Linked DNA regions of Capra hircus: region 1 is linked to region 2. The links are chromatin contacts, called in public Hi-C maps. All regions are on one chromosome and are shown on one strand. The core of a region is the stretch at or near the end of the contact, and the rest is flanking DNA. Distances in the headings are between cores, read along the strand shown.

Region 1 (3,055 bases), core at 414-2,913, 310 kb after region 2:
ACTTGAATCATCCTGAAACCATCAGCCACCCTACTCCGTCCTGCCCCCAGTCCGTGGAAAAATTGTCTTCCATGAAATTGATCCCTGGTGCCAAAAAGGTTGGGGACTGATGCCCTAAGGGATGATTCCCTTTGGGAAGAAAACATCCAAATTCCATTCACTTTTTAAAATCTGCCTTAATTTTTTTTTCTTTTTGTGTATAAGTTTATAGTAGTAATTCAATAAAAATAGCTGGGGGTGGGCAGTAGATGCTCTTGGTGCCCCAGCACAGCCCTATTCTTTGGTCCACCACTGAGGTCATCTGCAGAATACCCAGAAACATCCCACATGTCTCTGCCTGAGGTGATCTAAGCCACAGTCTTATGGAATAGGGGCTAACACTCGATGGTCCCCTGTTTTAGGTGGTTTGATTTTAGGAAAAATGCTCTTAGGTACACCTCATTCCTTGAGTGCCTACTGTGTGCCTGATGCTTTAAAATGATTATTTTGTAAAGGTCACATGGACTTTGGAAATAGATGTTACTAACTCTTACTTGGAGATGAGAAGACAGCCTTAGCAAAAGGCTGCAGGATCTGGAGCAGAAAACAGGTCTCACTGGGCCCTGTCCTCCCCCAGCCCTTGCCGGCTTCCCCATGGTGACAGTGAGCTCCAGCCATGTCCCTCCTAGGGCTCCAGCCCCCAGATTCTCACTGTCTCCATCCCTTCTCACCTCTACTCTCTCTCCTCCTCACCTCCCTCCCCCCATCTCTGCCCTATTCCTCTAGTGTCATCAGGAGCCAGTGTGGCCCCAGGAGTGAAGAGTTGGAACCTCTTATGATAACCATCTGCTCAGAAGGAAACAGGAGCTTTGCCTACCCCAGGGCAGGCTGCAAGGGAGATTTTCAGCCCCTTGGAGAGGATTACAAAGGTAGACACCAAACCACCAGGTGGCTTGGCCAAAGAAGGTGCTGTCTGGCAATTCAGTGCATCCTGTGGGCTCTTGAGAACCAGGATGGGTAGTTTATCCTCCAAGAAAGGACACAGTTGAGAGTGAGAGGTGGTGCGATTCACAATGACTCTGGAAAAACAGGCAAATTCCAGGACTCTCGTGGGTGAAGTGGAACCTGTGTTCTCCCTTTCTGCTCCATATACCTCTCCTGAGTTTCCCATGTTTTTATGACTGACCTCTGCATCTCTTTTTAATATTTTGGTACCTACCCCTCTCACCGTTGTTAATCCTTACAAAAGCCATTTATTCAGGGAGCAAACTCTTTCTGGCCTTCAGTTTTCGTTTTTTTCTAACTTAGGACCCCCTTCTCTTTTGCCTAAACTTGGCCGTTTCTTGATTATTTGAGCATAAATTCATTGTGCCATGCTTTATTCAGCAACTTTTGGAACAAAAAGAACAAATGTACACATTTGCTTAAACTGCTTAAATGTGTATATATAATCATGACACTTTTCTTTCTCGTTGACTGTCTCAGAAACATCAGCCACATGCATGATATATGATGTTGTAAACCTCCAGGGCAGAGGCTGGTCCTCTTTCCAGCTAGGCGTGGTGGGCGCTGCGTGGACCGCTGCTTGTAGCTCTGCTCCTGGAGTTCTGTGGCTGAGTCAGCACTCAGGAATCCAGCGCAGCAGGCTAATTCCCCGCTGGCTCCAACCTCATCCAACCCCAGGGAGATCCAGCCCAGAGCATCCTGCCAGGGCAGAGGAGGTGCCAGCCTGTCACTTACCAAATGATTTCTTCTCCTGGAAAATGTCAAAAAAAGATAAAGAAAGCAAGCGAAAACAGCCCTCTATACATCATACTCCTCTGAGCCTCCTTCTTACGGTCACTGTGGGTCCTTAGTAAAAGAAATGACTATTAGTCTGAAGAAAGAGCAATTTGATGGAAATGTGAAATGTTATTATTAAACATCCTAAGGTTTATCTTGGTAGCACCCCAGTAGTGACAGACAGGAGACAGGCTCGTTAAAGCCAGCACCACTGCCTTCCTCAGGACTCACCGTTTACATTCCCTCATAAGCAGCCCTATTATCAGGTGGTCAGGCCCTGGAGCTGACATTTTTGCTGCTCTGTCATCATTTTATACCCTACTGTCCTGGAGACTAGCATCTGAGCACTCTTTCATTAGATTACTAAGGCTTTCAGAGACATTTCCAACTCTGTGTCATTAAGAGAAAAATGCATTGACTTAAAAAAAAAAAGTGTTTTACTTAAGTGATTCCAGCAGCCGTTAGCTAATGCACTGTTAAGTCATGCCTGCTGTAAATTGTTGTGGGAATCCGCTGTCATTTCTGAAATGTGGGTGTAACGCATCCCCTCACCATGCTGGGCTGGCAAGTACATTCAGAAAACAGGCACCCGCACACCCACTTGCCCCCGTATAACCTCAAAGAGTCTTCTTGCTCAGTTGATTTCCTGCTCGAGAGCTCACCTCTGCATCTTCCTGGCTGCTGCCTTTTGTCCCTCTCGTAATGGCTCCTAGAAACTGGCATCAGCAGTGCAAATTGGAGACTGTCTCCATGTGCAGATGAACTTAGACTCCATTTCCAGCCCATCTCCTGGCATTTGCTTTCAATAATCCAATGGTAACCCTCATCAGGAGGTATGTGAGAGTGTGAGTGTGTGCGTGTATGTGTGTGTATCTAGGGGAGAGGTGAGAAGTCGGACGAGGGGTCATATGGTTTAGGGGCGCGGCATCTGAAGTAGAACCTGCTTACAGCTCACACTCGGACCACGTGCGCCGCTAGGAAATAGGAAATAAACAAGAGCACTTCCATTTGCATCTATTTTCTTACCTAAGAAACAAAAGAATGATTGCATTTTAATACTCAGCATATAGACTGCCAGTACTACATGTTCCTAATCTATAAGAAAATAAGCCTATATGTCAGAAAGTTTTTACCTATACTTACAGTCAGAAATACTTGGAAACCTTTGGCTTAGTCGATCCACATAGATCCAAGGAATGGAAGAAGCAGAGAGCATGTTAATCAGAGCAAAAGTGAAGGTGGTTACTTGTGTCTAGGGCCATGTACAAACACTTGTGCATGCACACTCATGCAC
Region 2 (3,144 bases), core at 127-2,626:
CCTGTCTGCGGCACTTGGTACCCTGTCGTTCCAGGGGTCTGTCTCCTTCTGCGCCTTTAAGCCTTTGTAAGCCTCTAAGCCACAGACAATGATAACTTTCCTTTTTTTTTTTTTTCCCCACTGAGAAAAAGTGATCGAGAGGTGGGTTTTAAACTTGGGCTAACCAGAGTCGAAAGATAAACACAGCTTACCACGATTCCTACAACCTCCCTGACTTGACTTGGCACGCGGGCGAGGGCCGAGGTTTTCTTTTTCCGTTTGCACCCCCCCGCCTCCCGCCCCCCGGCTCGCAGGTTGCGGAGACGACCTCTTTCCAGGGCTGTCCTCCTGCAGTTCCAGGCAGGGCCGCGCCCCGGACCTCCGCGCTCTCCGCCCCGCCCTCCCAGGTTCGCGTCCCCAGGCGCCAGGCCGTCCCTCGCCCGGCCGCCTTCTCCGTCCCCGGCTCCCCGCGGAGGAAATTCTTCCCCAGCAGCCCAGGGCCCGCCTCACGTGATCAGCGGCTGCCGCGGCTTCCAGCAAGAGTTTAAAGGTTACGGAGGAAATTAACACGGACACAGCCCACAACCCCCAGTCCCCGCCGGAGGACGCGCCCCGTTTTCGCGCAGCTGGGACGGCCGCTGTCAGCGCGCTGATCAGAACCCTGTCCCCCGCAAAGGGCACAGGCTAGGTCTAGAGTAAATATGAAGTCACTTTGTAAAATATAAACAAACACACGAACCGAGCCGGGGTGTTACTAAGCTTTCGCTTGCCAACAAGTTCTAGCAGCCCGAGAAATTTGGGACAGACCCCCAAAAGGGAGAGTGCCCCCAAAGAAAGGGAAGAAAGAGTAGTGTTTTAAAACTCACACAGAGCCTTGGACGCCCCTCCCTTCCCCCCTTCCCCCACCACCGCGGAGCGGAGCGTCTCCGGACAGAATGACAGACAGACCGACCAATACTCCGCAGGCTGCCCTGGCCAGCCATGGTCAGAGTAGGGGTGGGGCCGAGGGAGGGTCTCGAGTCCTCTGCAGCAGCGCGACCCCTGCCACCTCTCCACCCCCGGCTGTAAAAGTGCTGGCCGCAGAGCCTGGAAAGATGCGTGGCCCTCTAGTCTCCTGCGGGAGACCACAGACCAGGTATCCACAGCCAGCGGGCTCGCATCCCCCTGCCCCCAAGGCCGCCACTCCCTCGGGTCCCGCGCGGGGTCCCAGTCCCGCTCCCCCGCCGGCCGCCGCGACCCCGAAAGCCTCGCCAGTTCTCGACAGTCCTCTGCTGGGCTCACTTTTCCCGTATTGCTCCCCCAACCGGCAAAACTTTCTATTTCCCCAAACACCAGGGCGCGCGCGCGCGCGCGCGTGCACACACACACACTCACACACACACACACACACACATACACACTGACGTCTTTTGCGCATTTCCTGCATTAGAGGGAGGGAGACTCGCTCGCACACCGACGGAGGGAGAAGAGACCGAGGGGGAGAGCGGGCGGGCAGCGAACGAGCGGCAGCTGAAAGCCGGGACGCGGGGAGCGCGGCGGGCGGGCGCCGGCGCCCGGGAGGTGGGGCCGCGCCGAGTCGCAGTCCCGGCCCCGCCGCGCTGCGCACCGCCCGGTGCCGGCCTGCGCCCCAGCCGGAGCCGCGGCCACCCCGACTCTCGAGCCCGCGCGGATGTGAGATTCCCGAATCCTGGCGCCTCCCGATCGCCGACTGCGGCGCGGCGCGGCTTCGCCCAGGAGGAGGCGGCCGGGCTGGCCGTGTGGCTTGTGGATTTTTTTTTTTTTTTTTAAATTTGGCTCCGAGGAGGACCATTTCCTCTGGACATGCATCCCTCCGGGTAGACTGCACATCCCTGGGTCCATCCCCCGCCCCGCGCGGTCAGAGGCAGGCGCTGGGTGTGCGAAGAGGATCCGGGTGGAAATCTGCGCCCCCGTTCTGGTCCCCGCCCCGTCTCACCGCCCCCTCCCCCTCCTGGAGTCGAAATTTCCCGGGGATTATGTTTCGGAAAGGTAGGTAAGCGCCCGGCGCGGCGCCCACTTCCCCGCAGCCCCGACCCCGAGAGCCAGCGAGGCGACGAGACAGCCCCCGCGGCTTTTGCAGCGGAGCCGACAGCTCGTCTCCTCTTCTGGAGGTGCTGCTGGTGGTGGTGGGGGGGAGAGACTTCTCCAAACACGGACGTCCCCCAGCTCTCCCCCCTCCCTGTTTTCCGTTAGGAACCCGGCGAGGAAATACATGCACTGGCTGAGAATCGCCCGCGCCAGGGCGCAACGCTACAAGGTGTAGGGAGAGTGTGGGGTGGGGCGAGAGGGGACCCAAGAGTCCCGTGCTCGGAGCGCCGCGGCGTCGGTTCTTCGTTCCTGCCCTCTGGGCGGACGGAGTGACCCCGGCCCCCACTCCCCGCCCCGACCATGGTAGTGTTCAATGGCCTTCTTAAGATCAAAATCTGCGAGGCCGTGAGCTTGAAGCCCACAGCCTGGTCGCTGCGCCATGCAGTGGGACCCCGGCCGCAGACTTTCCTTCTCGACCCCTACATCGCCCTCAACGTGGACGACTCGCGCATCGGCCAAACGGCCACCAAGCAGAAGACCAACAGCCCGGCCTGGCACGACGAGTTCGTCACTGATGTGTGCAACGGGCGCAAGATCGAGTTGGCTGTCTTCCACGATGCCCCCATCGGCTACGATGACTTCGTGGCCAACTGCACCATCCAGTTTGAGGAGCTGCTGCAGAACGGGAGCCGTCACTTCGAGGACTGGGTGAGTTGGGCGCCTCCTGTCCAGCAACTAGGCTTTCGGGTTCCAGGGGCAGAACTCACGACCTTGGCTTTGGTCTTGGGGCTCCGGGGTTTAGTGCCATTTGGCGGCTGTGTGTGTGTCTCAATTACCTTGGGGAAGCACATTCCACTTAGTAGTTGGGGAGAAGTAGCCACTGGGGCATGGAAGATGAGTCTTGGGAAGAGGGTAAGGTCCTCTGCCCTGTCCAGACAGCGGGCGCTACAGGGACCTCGAAAGCTGGGAACCCCAAACTGCCGGTGCTGAAGGTTGGCGGAGAATCCGGCTCCTTCCGCCAGGCGCGTGGTGGGCTGGTTGTGTGTGGGTGGGTTCCTCGGTCCTTGGAGAGGCACGTGGAACCCTACACTGAAGGCTTCTTGCACGTCCTGGCTTTGT

Evidence for each region. A called contact is a pair of places that touch in the nucleus more often than the background predicts.
Region 1: a Hi-C map of blood shows a contact between it and region 2, with 2.4 times the contacts expected there. The contact joins the enhancer-like site here to the promoter of PRKCE in region 2. A contact is called at or near these places in 3 of 5 Hi-C or Micro-C datasets (all in blood).

What each region holds. Positions count from the first base shown.
Region 1 is chr11:27,984,743-27,987,797 of ARS1.2, forward strand. All of the region lies in intron 3 of PRKCE (protein kinase C epsilon type), which reads left to right. Among named protein-coding and RNA genes, the nearest start is that of PRKCE, 310 kb to the left of the region's middle. Within about 2 kb of position 1,664, at least 2 of the 5 cell types and tissues checked have an H3K27ac peak or open chromatin away from gene starts, as enhancers often do.
Region 2 is chr11:27,678,244-27,681,387 of ARS1.2, forward strand. It overlaps PRKCE (protein kinase C epsilon type), which reads left to right and starts at 1,377. Exons shown (of 16, transcript XM_018055186.1): 1 at 1,377-1,986; 2 at 2,191-2,733. The coding sequence starts at 2,386.